2 separate regions of the Pan troglodytes genome follow, and region 2 is linked to region 1. A link is a contact called in public HiChIP or PLAC-seq data. All regions are on one chromosome and are shown on one strand. The core of a region is the stretch at or near the end of the contact, and the rest is flanking DNA. Distances in the headings are between cores, read along the strand shown.

Evidence for each region. HiChIP or PLAC-seq counts read pairs in DNA pulled down with a chosen protein or histone mark.
Region 2: a contact with region 1 is called in an H3K4me3 HiChIP or PLAC-seq map of stem cell-derived excitatory neurons, with 7 times the contacts expected there. The contact joins the promoter of MAPKAPK3 here to the promoter of TMEM115 in region 1. A contact is called at or near these places in 1 of 7 Hi-C or Micro-C datasets (stem cell-derived neural progenitor cells) and 1 of 1 datasets of contacts at active chromatin or transcription factors (stem cell-derived excitatory neurons).

Annotation. Positions count from the first base shown.
Region 1 is chr2:54,385,007-54,391,612 of NHGRI_mPanTro3-v2.0_pri, forward strand. It overlaps TMEM115 (transmembrane protein 115), which reads right to left and starts at 3,989. Exons shown (of 2, transcript XM_516482.8): 1 at 2,551-3,989. The coding sequence starts at 3,401.
Region 2 is chr2:54,641,699-54,648,304 of NHGRI_mPanTro3-v2.0_pri, forward strand. It overlaps MAPKAPK3 (MAPK activated protein kinase 3), which reads left to right and starts at 4,203. Exons shown (of 11, transcript XM_016941174.4): 1 at 4,203-4,358; 2 at 4,631-4,901. The coding sequence starts at 4,683. It overlaps LOC104005567 (a long non-coding RNA gene), which reads left to right. Exons shown (of 3, transcript XR_678953.3): 2 at 1-25; 3 at 893-1,163.

The DNA of each region.
Region 1 (6,606 bases), core at 2,739-5,238:
CTATGTTTCCCCTTCACCATGCAGAGCCTGGGACTCCCCAGAGATTGGTTTAGGACCCACTCTGCCATCAGAATGATAACCCAAAGGCTCTAAGAATCTTCCCTCCATAGCTGAGGCACCTCCGGGGTGGGAAGGTCAGCTGGGTGTCTGCCAGACTGCCCACGAGGCCAGCCACCAGGAATGGTTCTGAGGGTGGTATCTAAGGGTCGGTGGAACTAGTGCCCTAGGGCAGATGGGTGGAACGGCAAGTTCTGGAGTTTCCAGGAGTTTCTGCCTGGGTGCTGGCATCACATCCAAGGGAAGGGTTATTAATTCTCCCCCTCTCCTGGTTAGGGGTATCTTGAGCCTCCTGGCAAGGGTCAGTGGGGAAGGCTGGAACTCAACACCTCCCTTGGCTCTCAGCCCAGGAAGCAGGGCCAACTTGGGTGAGTCTACCCCTCCTAACTGATGCTAATATTCTCCCTCTCAGAAGAACCCCCAAAGCCACCAAGGCCCTTGTTAGAGCAGGGACTTAGCGGAGCCCTTGCAAGAGGAGAAGAAGGAGAAACAGCTCACATGGGTAGGCACAGGCCAGAGCCTACTGCTTCCACAGGGTGGACCCTTAGAGGCCCCACTTTGAGGGCAGGTGGGAAAGTCCAACAGAAGAAGGTTTACACATGTGCTTGGGACCCTGACCCACCAGAAGGTGGCATGCCGCAGCTGCCAGGGAACCGTTTCAACAGTGACCACTGTGGACTCCTATACCTCAGCCTCTCTGTGCCACCAATGTGGGGACAGCCTGTGTAGCCTTTCAGGTTCCAGCTGAGAACCAAAATCTCCACCATGTCAGGGAACATGACAAGAGAGGCAACAAGGGCACGGGTGTAGAAAGCCCTAGCACGCTTCCACCCTGCCTGTCAGTCTCACACATGACAAGTTGGTATAGACAGGACAGTATTTCCCTGCTGCTACCCAGGCTCCCATCCTGATGATGCCCTTGCCAGTTCCATCTAAAGCCTGCCAAGGCAGAGAGCTAGTGTTACGCTAGTCACTTCCTCACAAGGACCAGAGAGACAGATAGGAAACCCTGCCTCCCTCTCCTGGTAGCCCTTTGGAGTTGGGCGTGGCCATGCAGTCAGATGTCAAACTGGCTGGAGGAATAACCGCCACCCCCATGTAAGCTAACAACCATAAGGCTATGCCAAGAACCCGCCTCTTGACCCTCCCTTCCTCCCCACCAACCTGCTTCCCCCCTGTCCATTTTCTTGGGCCTGGGCAGAGGTTTTTGAATGTCCAGCCAACCCTAACATTCCAACACCTCTCAGTGGAGGAGGGGTCCCCACTGGCCTGGCCCCACCTGAATGGCTCTGAGGGACAGCTCAATTCCTACCAGGCCCAGCTCACCTGGCCCCATCTTTAATACCAGCTAAGGTTAAGAGAGACTTCTGTCCTTAGGGCTTATCACCTATAAAGACCCAAGCTCTAGGGCCCAGAATTATGCCCTGCAGCATGCTGTATATACTTTTCAACACCTACCATACCTTGGGCCATAGTGATCTGTGCCCCTTCCCCAGCTGGAACTCCTTCAAGAAAGGAGTGTGTCCCACACTCAATTCCACAGCCCAGTAGAGAGTAAATACAGGGATAACTGCAGCTAAATTCATAGAGCTTCCTGCCACAACCCCATTCACAGGTGAGCAAAAGCAGGAGCCTTGGCAATGCAAAAGACAAAGCCCGTCCCAGATTTTACTACTCGAGTAATTGCCTCAAAACAGTCAGGAATAATGTTGGAAATGGAGCTGTGGATCTTATGAAGGCTGGGACCACTCTGCTGGCTCCACAGATCTGGGAGAGAGAGTAAGCTGAATTTAAAAAGATCCCTCCTGCCCTGGCCAAAGTGCATTCAGTGAAGAATTCAGCTGGGACTCCTGATGCTATGGATAGCTTGGTTTACAGATAATGAAAGGGTCATCGCCACTCCCTGGTGTCAGCAGGCTCCCTCAGTGGGTCATGTAGCCTGTCCCTGGTTTTGGTGACACATGCTTGCTGGAGACGGAGGTAAATGTGGTAATACCCCAAGCTTCCCTCTCAATAAGTAAGTGGCAGAGAAGCACAGCATCTGAGTTAAAGCCCAGGAAGAGGACACAGCATTTGGAAACTGGAGTGGCCCAGATCACCTTTTGAGGACCCCAGGCCTCCTTCCCTGTCCCTTCCTCACAGGGGAAAGTACCAGCAGGTTGCTTCTGGCTCCCACAGGCCCAATGTCTAGGATTCTGAGATTCTGAGGCAAGGCCAGGGTTCTGTGTCCCTCCACTGGGACTTCACAGCACCAAAGGAAACTGCATTTCTTGAGACTTATTAAGTGGCCCGAGTGGTGAGAAAAGTGCCTCGTGGACCCCAGACACCTAACTGCTGAGTTCCTTAAGGCCAAAGACTGATTTTATCTTTCCGGATGTGCCCCAATACCTGACTGTAGGTCTCCACCTATGTACAGCGAACACCTCAACAGATGGCATGTGACTCGACCAGTATGCTCCTAGCTTGACAAGATTTTGGAAAATTTCACAGTACCTTCTCCGCTCGGCGTCTTGAGGGTCTGTGCCTGGCAGGCTGATGGTGATGGAGGATGGGGCACCTACATCGTAGCGCTTCACCGTCTTCTGGCATATCTTTACCTTCACCAGGAGGCCGTGCACCAAGTTCGCCAGCAAACCCACCATAGGCTGCAGGATCTCAGGGAAGAAAGTGGCGAAAGCAAAGTGGTCAGCCATGTCCCCTCGGCCCCGGCTATGGCGCTGGTAGAAGCGAAGATATACCCAACTGGAGAGCAGCCCGAAGCCATAGGAAGCCAGCGCCGGGCTCTGGAGCAGCGTGGCGAGCCGCAGCAGGAGCAGCAGCGCCAGCAGCAGCATGGGCATCACACTGACGCGCACCTGGGGCACTCGCAGGACCACACAGTCCCCCATGGTTTGCTTGAGTGCCACCAGGACACCACCTAGGAAGCCCAAGGCGCCGTGGATACGGACAGTGAACAGGTAGACCAGGTTGAAGGAAGCCATGTAGGTGAGGAGGTAGGCGAAGGCCCCCAGCAGCCCTACAGACACATTCACCACTGAGAAGAAGATGAGCAGCTCCAAGGCCCCCCAGAGGGGCTCCAGCAAACGCCCGGCCACCACCACCGTTGTCAGGCTGATGGCCACGTCCCACACATGCTGCTCCATCAGCCCATGGGTGGCCAGGGTCCAGATCCAGAAATTGGGAGGAAAGAGGTAGCCCGGGGTGACCGCCAGGCAGCCTGTGTCCACGGCGAAGGAGAGCAGGTAGAGGAACAGTACCGCCGCACACAGAGCCTTCACCACCACGCTGGCGCTGGCCAGAATGGCCCCCAAGTGCTGGCGGGCGCCTGGCAGGGCACGTTGCATCTTCCTGGCGGCTGTCGGCCTGAGAAAAGGGTCTGGTAGGCCAGGGGCCTCCCCGGGGCCTCGTCCTAGTCCGGCCCCGATGGGAGGCCCAGGCCCGGCCTAGTCACTGGCCTATGGCCCTGGTAAAGGATCCGCTTCCGATCGGGTGGGGCTCTGGTCCCGAGGGGCCGAGTCGGGCCTTGTTGCCGGGCCGCAGCGTAGGCCCCTCGCCCGGGACCTGAGGGAAGGCCCTGGACGGCTGCGGCACGCCCGCCTACCCACCCTGTAGGCCCCGTGCCAGGCTAGCCTGGTTGGCGTTGATCTCAGGGCTGGGCCTCCTCCATCCACTGCGAGGCCCTTCGGTTCGCAAGGGGACTGGTGCCTCGTTCTGTACCCGAGTCAAGCCTGGTCAGCTCCCGCTCGGCCTGGCTCCTGGCTTCGACCGTACCTCTTTTCTCGGGGGGCCGACAAACAGGGGTGCTGCGCCTGCGCGTCCCCGGCGGCCGCGGGCTGTCCTCTAAGCGCCTGTCTTCCGGCTCCTCTGCATGCTGGGATACGGAGTCCTTGGTTGCAGCCGGGGAAGAGTTGAACAGCGTTCTGGCTAGAACTACAAGTCCCAGGAGGCCATGCGCACGGACCGGTCCCGTTGTGGTGAGCGCGGGGTGTGCTGGGAGTTGTAGTTCTCAGGGACCGTTTCCGTCGGTTCTCAGGAGGTGGGAAGGGATGAATTAGCATCTCTAACCCCTGAAAGCGGCGGTGGGGGTTCGGGAAGCAACACAGCTCTAGCCCCCACACTTGCTGAATTCCCTAGGAAGAGTAGCTCTATTTGTGCATGTACCTCTGAGCGAGTGTGTCCTTGTTGGCTGGCGTGTGGGTAGGTGTCACTGTGTGAGAAACAGAACCTCCGTGGTCTGGTGAATGGGACCTGACCCAGGCTGGAACCCTTGCTCTGCCTCGGAGGCTGTGTGGCATTGGTTGGTTAAGTTCCTGAACCTTTTTGAAACTCAGTTTCATGGGCCATAAAATGTAGATGATGACATGATCTTCCTGTCCTAATAATCAAAGGGGAAAGGCGTGTAAAATGCCAGTCCACCCTGGGTGCTCAGCGAGTGCTGCACATGTTGCCTTTTTTTGTTTGTTTTCTCCCACTTGGAAAAGTTTTTTGTTTGTTATTTCACGTTGCCCTTTTTCCAAGTGAGGTGGACCTGGAGCACGAACCTAGGGCTCCCTCCCGCATAGGGACGAGGCTGGGCAGCCCTCAGTGACCCTCCTCCCCACCAGGGACTTCTGATAACTGCGGAGGATGAGAGGTCTCTCTACAAGCCAGGTCTCTCCACAAGCCTGGGCTAGGCCTGTTCTGGTCCCACTTCATGCCACAGTGGCTTCTGACAGGTTGTGTTCTGTGTCTTTTTTTTTTTTTTTGTATATGGAGTTACTTTTAAAAAACTGTACATATAGGCTGGGCACGGTGGCTCACGCCTGTAATCCCAGCACTCTGGGAGGCCGAGGCGGGCAGATCACCTGAGGTCGGGAGTTTGAGACCAGCCTGACCAACATGGATAAACCTCATCTCTACTAAAAATACAAAATTAGCCAGGCGTGGTGGCACATGCCTGTAATCCCATCTACTCGGGAGGCTGAGGCAGGAGAATCGCTTGAACCCGGGAGGCGGAGGTTGCGGTGAGCCAAGATCATGCCATTGCACTACAGCCTGGGCAATAAGAGCGAAACTTTGTCTCAAAACAAAACAAAACAAAAAGCTGTCCATATAATTAAAATAATTCTATGACAAAGTACTTTTATAAAACACAGGATCCCTTCCTTTCAGCCACTGATTTCAGTGTGTGCTGATGTGTGCATGGCCTACAGGTTAAAAAGGGTGCTGATGCTTTTTTTCTGGGGTCTGGGTTCCCACTGGTTGCCACATCTGGGTAAGGTTGCCAGTTTCAGCAAATCAAAATAAGGATGCTCAGTCAAATTTGAATTCCAGATAAACAATGAGTAATCTTCGAGTATAATCATGTCCCCCTGCCCCCCCTTTTTTTTTTTTTTTGAGACAGCGTCTAGCTTTGTCCAAGGCTGGAGTGCAGTGGCACAATCATAGCTCACTGCCACCTCTAACTCCTGGGCTGAAGGGATCCTCCAGCCTCAGCCTCCTGATTAGCTGCGACTACAGGCACACACTACTGTGCCCAGCTAATTTTTAAAAATTTTTTATTTTGTAGAGACATGGGCAGGGGCGGGGTGGCCATCCTACCCAGGCTGATCTCGAACTCGTGAGCTCAAGCGATCCTCCTGCATCAGCTTCCCAAAGCGTTGGGATTACAGGCATTAGCCACTGTGCCCAGCCCCCAGTTTTTCAGTATAGGTATGTCCCACACAATAGTTGAAACACTTCCATACTAAAAACTCGTTCATGATCTGAAATTCAAAATAGGGTGTTCTGCATTTTATCTTACAACCCTATCCAAGATTGCACGGTCTCTTGCAGGCCATGGGAGCTATCTTGGGGGTTGTGGATTAGGCATTGCTCTGCAGCCGAACCCTGCAGAGGAGACAGAAAAAGTCTCCATCTTGGCTGAGGCCTCGAAGCCCCTTCATCTATTTAGCATCCAAGCTCCCCAACCCTTGGTGGCCACCTCTTCTCTAAAATCTTTGCTGGTTTTTAGCCTTCTCACCTGGGGGGAAAGGCTTTCTCCTCTTAGTTTGCTCATCTGTGGTATGGGGATACACTAGTACCCACCCCAGAGACTGTGGCGAGGACTCAGCCAGGTCAGTGCGGAGTGAGCAGAGTGTTGGGAGGAGAGAGAGGACTGTGGTGGGAAGGCAGGGACACCTGTGCTCTGGTGGTTACAGGTTATAATTCTCTCCACATGAGAAGATCACAAAGGTCACACCTTCTAGGGTGAAAATGAACTAGGGCCTAAGCTTGAGAGGATTCACAAAAATGAAGTTTGGCCTATGGCTCCAGTTTAAGCAGCTGCGGCCTCAAGCTCCTGTGGGCCAGGAGGGAGCCGTTGCTGCACTTGTGGTCAGGGCTTCCTGGGCCATAGGGACACTGGCCAGGTGCTCACTCATAGCTCCCGGCAGAGGCCCTGTCAGGCCCTGGTGGTCTGACCAGACTGCCAGATCCACCTCCCCACTAAACCAGCATCTCTGATCTGTCTTCTTCCCTCCAGGGTCCTGGCTTTCAGGCTCTGGGAGGGTGTTTGTTTTGCTTGTATTT
Region 2 (6,606 bases), core at 2,953-5,452, 260 kb after region 1:
GGAACAAATGCTAGGAAATGGCAGGGTAAGAGCTTGATCCCAGCTCTGAATCAGAAGCCCACGCTCCTACCAGGACCCTCTCCACCTTTTTTCAGTTCACTGGATTCACTATGGAGCATCTTGAAGGACTGTAGGGTCTGTGAATCTCCTCCAAACCCTTGGGCCAGAAGAACTGTGGGATTTGGAGAGGTTGCAGGGTCCACTCCCCACCCCCATCCCCCTCCCCACCCCCATCCCCCTCCCAGTGTGTGCCCCCAGGGTCCCCAGAAAGGAGTCTAGCTCTGAGATCCTGGGCAGGGATGACAGACCCCTGGCCTTGTTGAAGGGCCTGAACGATAGCATCCAGGGAAGACAAGGCTCAGTTTGCTCTGCCCAGAATGGCAGAGGGCAAAAGAAACCTGAAAGCAAAACCCTGTGAAACTGGGGAAAAAACGTTAAGTTTCAGATTTCAGGGCAGTCACTTCTCTGTAGCTTTCCTGAAGGGAAGCCGGGCTTCATGAGTGCAACTCTGCCAGCCCCCTCCTGAGTTGGCCAGAAGCCACTTTCTTGGAATGGGGGTAGGGGGGATGGATACCTTATAACCCACTTTGAGGGTTGGGATACCTGGATAGCCTGATATGCGGCCCCTGTGTGGACCACTGACTTGCCAGTAGGAACTGTCCACTGTCTCATTACTATGAAGACAAAAGGACTTTGCCGCTGCCAGGCAACAGAGTTACAATTTTGAACTTGGGTCTCTTATGGGGCCAAATCCCAAGCTGTCTACCAAAACTATACTTCTTCCCCCTCACCATGACTATTCAACTGAACACTTACTATGTGTCAAGCACTCTCAGCAATTTGCAGCCTCATGTCATTGTCACAACTACCACATATTATCTCCTCTTTACAGGTGAGAAAACTGAGGCATAGAGAGGTTACAATATAACTTAGATCTCCCAGCTGGCAAGTAATGGTTTAAGCCAGGAGCCTACACACTTCCTCCTACTTCCTCTATGGGTGCTGGTGATCTGCCGACTCCTAGACATCCAGCTTTAAGGTCCTCAGTGAAGCTTCTCTGCCCCCAGGCCTGTCCATGTCAGAGCACCATGGGTGTCCCTTTGAAAGTGTCTCCTACAGGTCTGTGATTATGCGGTCTATGTGTAAACCAAAGGGTTCCAAGAGTTTTGGCCTTCCAACTATTTTTGTGTGTGTGTGAATATGACAGCACTGTGCACCTCACCTGCATGCTGGGAACAGTGATGTGCCCCTGTTCTGCCCCAAGTACTAAGTTGGGTCCCTCTGGCCAACTTAGTACTTAATTCTCCTGCCCTGGCTGCTCCCTAGAAACCCTGGCTCTGATTGCTGGGCCCACACTGCCACCTAGCGGTGCCCCCTCTCATGCCCTCACTAGCCAAATTTCCATAGATTCTTCTCTTCTAGGATAATCCCTCTCCTGCACCCCAGGGATTGACCTTACTGCAAGATTCCCCTGCCACTCCCTACCCAGAACAATCACAAGATGAATCACAAGAATACACAGCAGTGCCTTCCCCAAAGTCTCGCTCATTTGGCCTCCATCCTCTCACCATGTGCAGCCTCCTCTCTCCAGTAAGGACAGAATGTGTGTGTGTGTGTGTGTGTGTGTAGGAATGTGTGTGTGTGTGTGTGTGTGTGTGTGTGTAGGATTTAGCCCCCCTCACTTTAAGCTATTCCAAAGTCTCTGTCCCCTTGGACACACAGCTACATGAAGGGCTGTGTGGCAGAGTCTGCCATCATGAACCCACTCCTGACCAGACCTAGCCATCCTGCATGCCAAATCCTCCCATCATTGTGGAGGGGATGCTGCAGGTGGTTGCTGGAACATGAGCACTAAGGGAAACCACATATTCTGACTTTCCTGGGCTAAGTGAGTAGTTTCAAGGCATCTCTCCGATGGACCCATGTGGGGAATGCGTGTGCCTGTGGAAGCATGGACACTGGTTATAGGGACTGGGAGGGGAGAAGCAGCACCTTTGCCTTATTTTTCATACTTCTGTATAATTTGAATTAATTACAATGAGGAAGTTTTACTTATGCAACTTAAAATTTTAATAAAAGAGACCAGCTTAAAAATACAATTATAAAATTTGTAGAGCAATTATAATCTAATTCCATTTTAAAGAAAGAAGACATCTTCACAGAACATTCAGTGAGATGCCTTTGGCTGGGGCAAGGAGCCAGCCTCCACCCTCAGCTGCCTAGCCTTCTGCTCACCAGAATGACATCTTGCTCAGCCTCAGGTTTACCAGGCTCAAACTAGTTGCCTTCAGAGAGCAGAGCCTTCTTTGGCTCCCCCCAGCAGTAGAAGATTCCAGATCATAGGGCTTTCAAAGAGGCTCTGAGATCTTGAATCAGATTCTCAGGTTGGGCTCAGGGACATCAATCCTGGGTCCAGCTGGGCATAAATGCATGTGTGTGTGCACATGTGCATGTGTATCTGTGTGCATGTGTGTTATATGCATGTGTGTTTATACGTGTTATATGCATGTGTGTGCACATGTGTAAAGGTGTGACTGCATGTGTACATGTGTGAGAGTATGTTTGCACCTGTGGCTGTGTGAGGAGCCAGAAAGGACTAGGAGAGGAGGCCATGGTTTGAGGATAAGAGCCCAGCCCTGAGGTTGTGCTTTGGAGTTGGAATGGGGGCTCTGTCATGACAGCTGCTGACCTCAGACAGGTCACTTAGCCTCTCTGGGCTTTTCTGTCCTGTGTGTCTGTAGTGTGGGGCAGAAGGGATAGTGTGACCTCCTCTAGGCTCTGTAAGGTCAGGGGGTTGCAGGGAGAGCACATTCCCAGCATCTGGTCTGCAAGAAGTGTTCACTATGGCCAGCTGAGGCTATTGTCTGGAGCCTCCTGCTTCACTGAACACTGCTAGCTTGAAGGTTGCCTGAAAGAAATAGGGGCAGAGCCCCAACCCCATCTCCACTCAACATCTGCACACAGTGGGTACCCACTAATAAGTTGTAGCACCCTTTCAGTCACTCATTCACTCATTCATTGACAGAAGATCATCTTTCCAAGAGCTACTTCTCTGATGAGCCTGCACATGCAGCCCAGGGGTCCGTGAGTGTGCGTGTGTTAACCAGAGGGGCTGAGGGGGAGGCGCTCACTGGGCCTAAATTCCGGAGCCAAGAGTAAGACGGCTGGAAGACGCCTCTGAGTGGAACCGAGGTCCTGGTACCTGCAGTCCTGTAGATGGCCTGTAGATGACAGCAGAGGCCCATGCAGAGCCCCTGCGCTGAGCCGCACCTTCCCAGTTCCAAGTGAGCCAGCTCGCTCAGGTCCCTCAGCTTCCGGATTGGGGGAGTGATGTGATGTGCGCAAGTAGTTCAGATCTGTCCCAGAAGACAGCCACAGCCACCCTCCCTATGGCTCTAGACAAGTTGTTTTCTCCCCAGGGGTCCCAGTTTCCTCATCTGTGAAATGAGAGTTGTTTAACAGCCGGTGTTGGAAAAACTGGCTCAAAATACGTAAGGTAGTCTAAGATGGGCTTAACAGAGACTTATATGTGCAAGGCAAAACTAGAAAGCTAATGGAGAATATCTGTCACTCGGATGGGAGGCAGAGACTTTTTAAACACGACGCCAAAAGCCCAAACCATAAGGTGAAAGGTTGGCGGATCTGATCAAATGGCAACTCGGGATTTCTGGTCCCCAGGACGCTGTATATACCAAAGGGAAGCAGCGAGTCAAGGGCATGAGCGGGAGCTGCAAAAAGGGGGCAGTCGCCAGTGCTGGAGACGCCCAGAGCCACCAGAGGCTAAAGAGTGGCGAATTCAACAACGACAAGATGCCACTTCCCTCGGCATGTTTAAAAAGTTGAGTACGCTGAGGGTTGGCCAACACTAGGCAAGTCGGAAGCCTAGCAAGCCATACTGGAGGGCCACCTGGCAGCGTGCAGAGCAAACACCCGACTCAAGGAGAGCTTTCAAGAGAAATAAGACGTCCTGCGCTGTCACGTTCTAGGTTGCGAGTAAAACCCGGGACCCGCACAGTAGCGGACTACCAGTACAGGGGCCTCCCTGGGTGTCCCTGGAAACCGAGGAAGTAACCGCCCCCTCGGGAAGCCACGCCTCCTATTTTGTTCCGGCTCGGGGGCGGGACCCAGCCGGGGCCCGCCTGGCCCTTTAAGGCTGACCTAGCGGGGCCCCAAGTTGGGATGACGCGCAGGGAGCGGGGGGTGGAGTGGGGGAGTGGGGGGGGGGGTGGGGTGGGGTGGGGGAGGTCACGTGGGCGCCGGCAGCGCGACTCTCGGCCCTGAGATTTCTGCGGCCGCCAGCTCCCGCGACCGCCTCTCCTGCCCCTCGCCGGTACCTCAGCAAGGTGCGTTGCCGCCAGGTACGCCCTCGCTGGGCCCCCTCTGCGGCCTCCTCCGGGGACCTCGCGGCCATTAGGCGCCCGGCCCCTTCCCTTCTTGACACGTGCCCGGGCGGTGCTCGCTTGTACCCGGCCGCGCGACCACCGCCCCTTGCTGCATGTCTGTACTCTCAGGCCGTTCGTCCCGCACTCCCAGCTTGCCCCGGGCTCGCAGCCCAGCCCAGTTCAGAGGCTCCAAGGCTGGGGTGTGTTGGAAAAGTCTGGGCGGGACTCACTCTTCCCCTTTCCCCCAGGTGCCACTAGAAGCGCCAGGCTGGGGCCGCCTCTGAGCGCCCCGCGGGGGCCATGGATGGTGAAACAGCAGAGGAGCAGGGGGGCCCTGTGCCCCCGCCAGTTGCACCCGGCGGACCCGGCTTGGGCGGTGCTCCGGGGGGGCGGCGGGAGCCCAAGAAGTACGCAGTGACCGACGACTACCAGTTGTCCAAGCAGGTGCTGGGCCTGGGTGTGAACGGCAAAGTGCTGGAGTGCTTCCATCGGCGCACTGGACAGAAGTGTGCCCTGAAGGTCAGTGAGCCCTCACTGAGGCCTGGGGTATCCTGGAGGGTCCACAGCGGAAGCCTGTGAGTGAAGCTATGTCTAGCGCCCCTGCTAAGCTTCCTATGCTCAGCAACATGTTTCATCGTCATACTGTCCTGTAAGGTCAGGCTTGTGGTCCTCCCTACTTTACAGATGGGGAAACTGAGGCGTAGCCTAGCTAAGCTTTGAGTGTCCCAGTGAGCAAGGGGTGGAGTCACTATGGCTAGAGATGCTGTATCCTGAAGCAGCGAAGGGGTGACTCCTGACTCTGGGATTCTGGCTGGACCCATGTGTTCAGGCCCAAAGGGGATCTCTTGTTCAGCTTGGCTGCCCCTTCCATGTGAAGCTCCTCTGACTGGAATGGATCTGTTTCCCTTTGCTGGAAGCTGAGACCCCACCAAGGCTTGGGTGGGACTGCTTCTTCCCTGTGGCCCCTGCCCATCTGGGCTGGAGTGGTGTGAGCCTCCCAGGGCTGGCCAGAGGACAAGGCTGATGCCCACTGCACCTGTGGAGCCTCAGGAGGCTGCTGATAGACTCCTGACGAGTCGCTGGTCCCGTGTTGAAAGGGACAGGCCCTGGGCCAACCCACCCCTGGTTCCTGGGCAGAGGGCGGGCCAGCCATCTAACCACCTCAGACTATAGGCTCCCTGAAGACCTGGCATGCTGATATAGGTGGCATGGTGGGGGTCAGGGGGATGCTGGGGGCGGGTACCTGGTTCCAGCTTAAGGCATACAGTTCTGGGCCTAGGGCCACACCCCATACCCAGAATCCTTTGAATCTGTCATCTCTGGGGTCTTTACTCATTTGTAGCTTGTGCCAATGGATGGGTAGAGCATGGCAGGGATAGTGGCTCCTGGAGGCTAGAAGTACAGCAAAGGCCCTTCTCATTTTACAAAAGATTTTTTTTTTTTTTGAGGCAGAGTCTCACTCTGTCGCCAGGCTGGAGTGCAGTGGCACAATCTCAGCTCACTGCAACCTCCACCTCCCAGGTTCAAGCGATTTTACTGCCTCAGCCTCCTGAGTAGCTGGGACTACCGGCGTGCTCCACCATGCCCAGCTAATTTTTTGTATTTTTAGTAGAGACAGGGTTTCACCATGTTGGCCAGGATGGTCTCGATCTCTTGACCTCGTGATCTGCCTGCCTTGGCCTCCCAAAGTGCTGGGATTACAGGCGTGAGCCACCGTGCCCGGCCTTTACACAAGTTTTAATTATGAGTCCAAGTGCAGAGTCCTCTAGATATGGCTAATAGCTATCCTGTGTTTGCCAGTTTCATGACCTTGGATGATATCCTAGACTCTGGAAGCCAGGTTTCTGCATCTATTCATGGGGAAAGATAAGGAGTTGTTGTGAACATGAAATGAGATTATACATTTAAAGCACTTGGTACAGGACCTGATACAGGTCTGGAGAGGTTACAGGACTTATTTAAGGCACAAGATCTTAAAGCATCTGAGCAGGGAGCTGGGCCCAGCTCTCTGTGTCTTTCCCAGGAACACTAGGGCCAACAGAGGAGGTTGTCTCCCCAGAGTACCTTGGAGGGGAACATGCGGGTGGGTCTAGGAGAGGATCAGGGTTGGGCTGGTGGGGCTGGGCCCCAGGTATAGCTTCTTTGCCCACTAACCCAGCAGTCGAATGGGGTGGGGGAGCTTTTCAGAGTATCAGGAATGGGATTCTCTGAGTCTTTTAGGGAA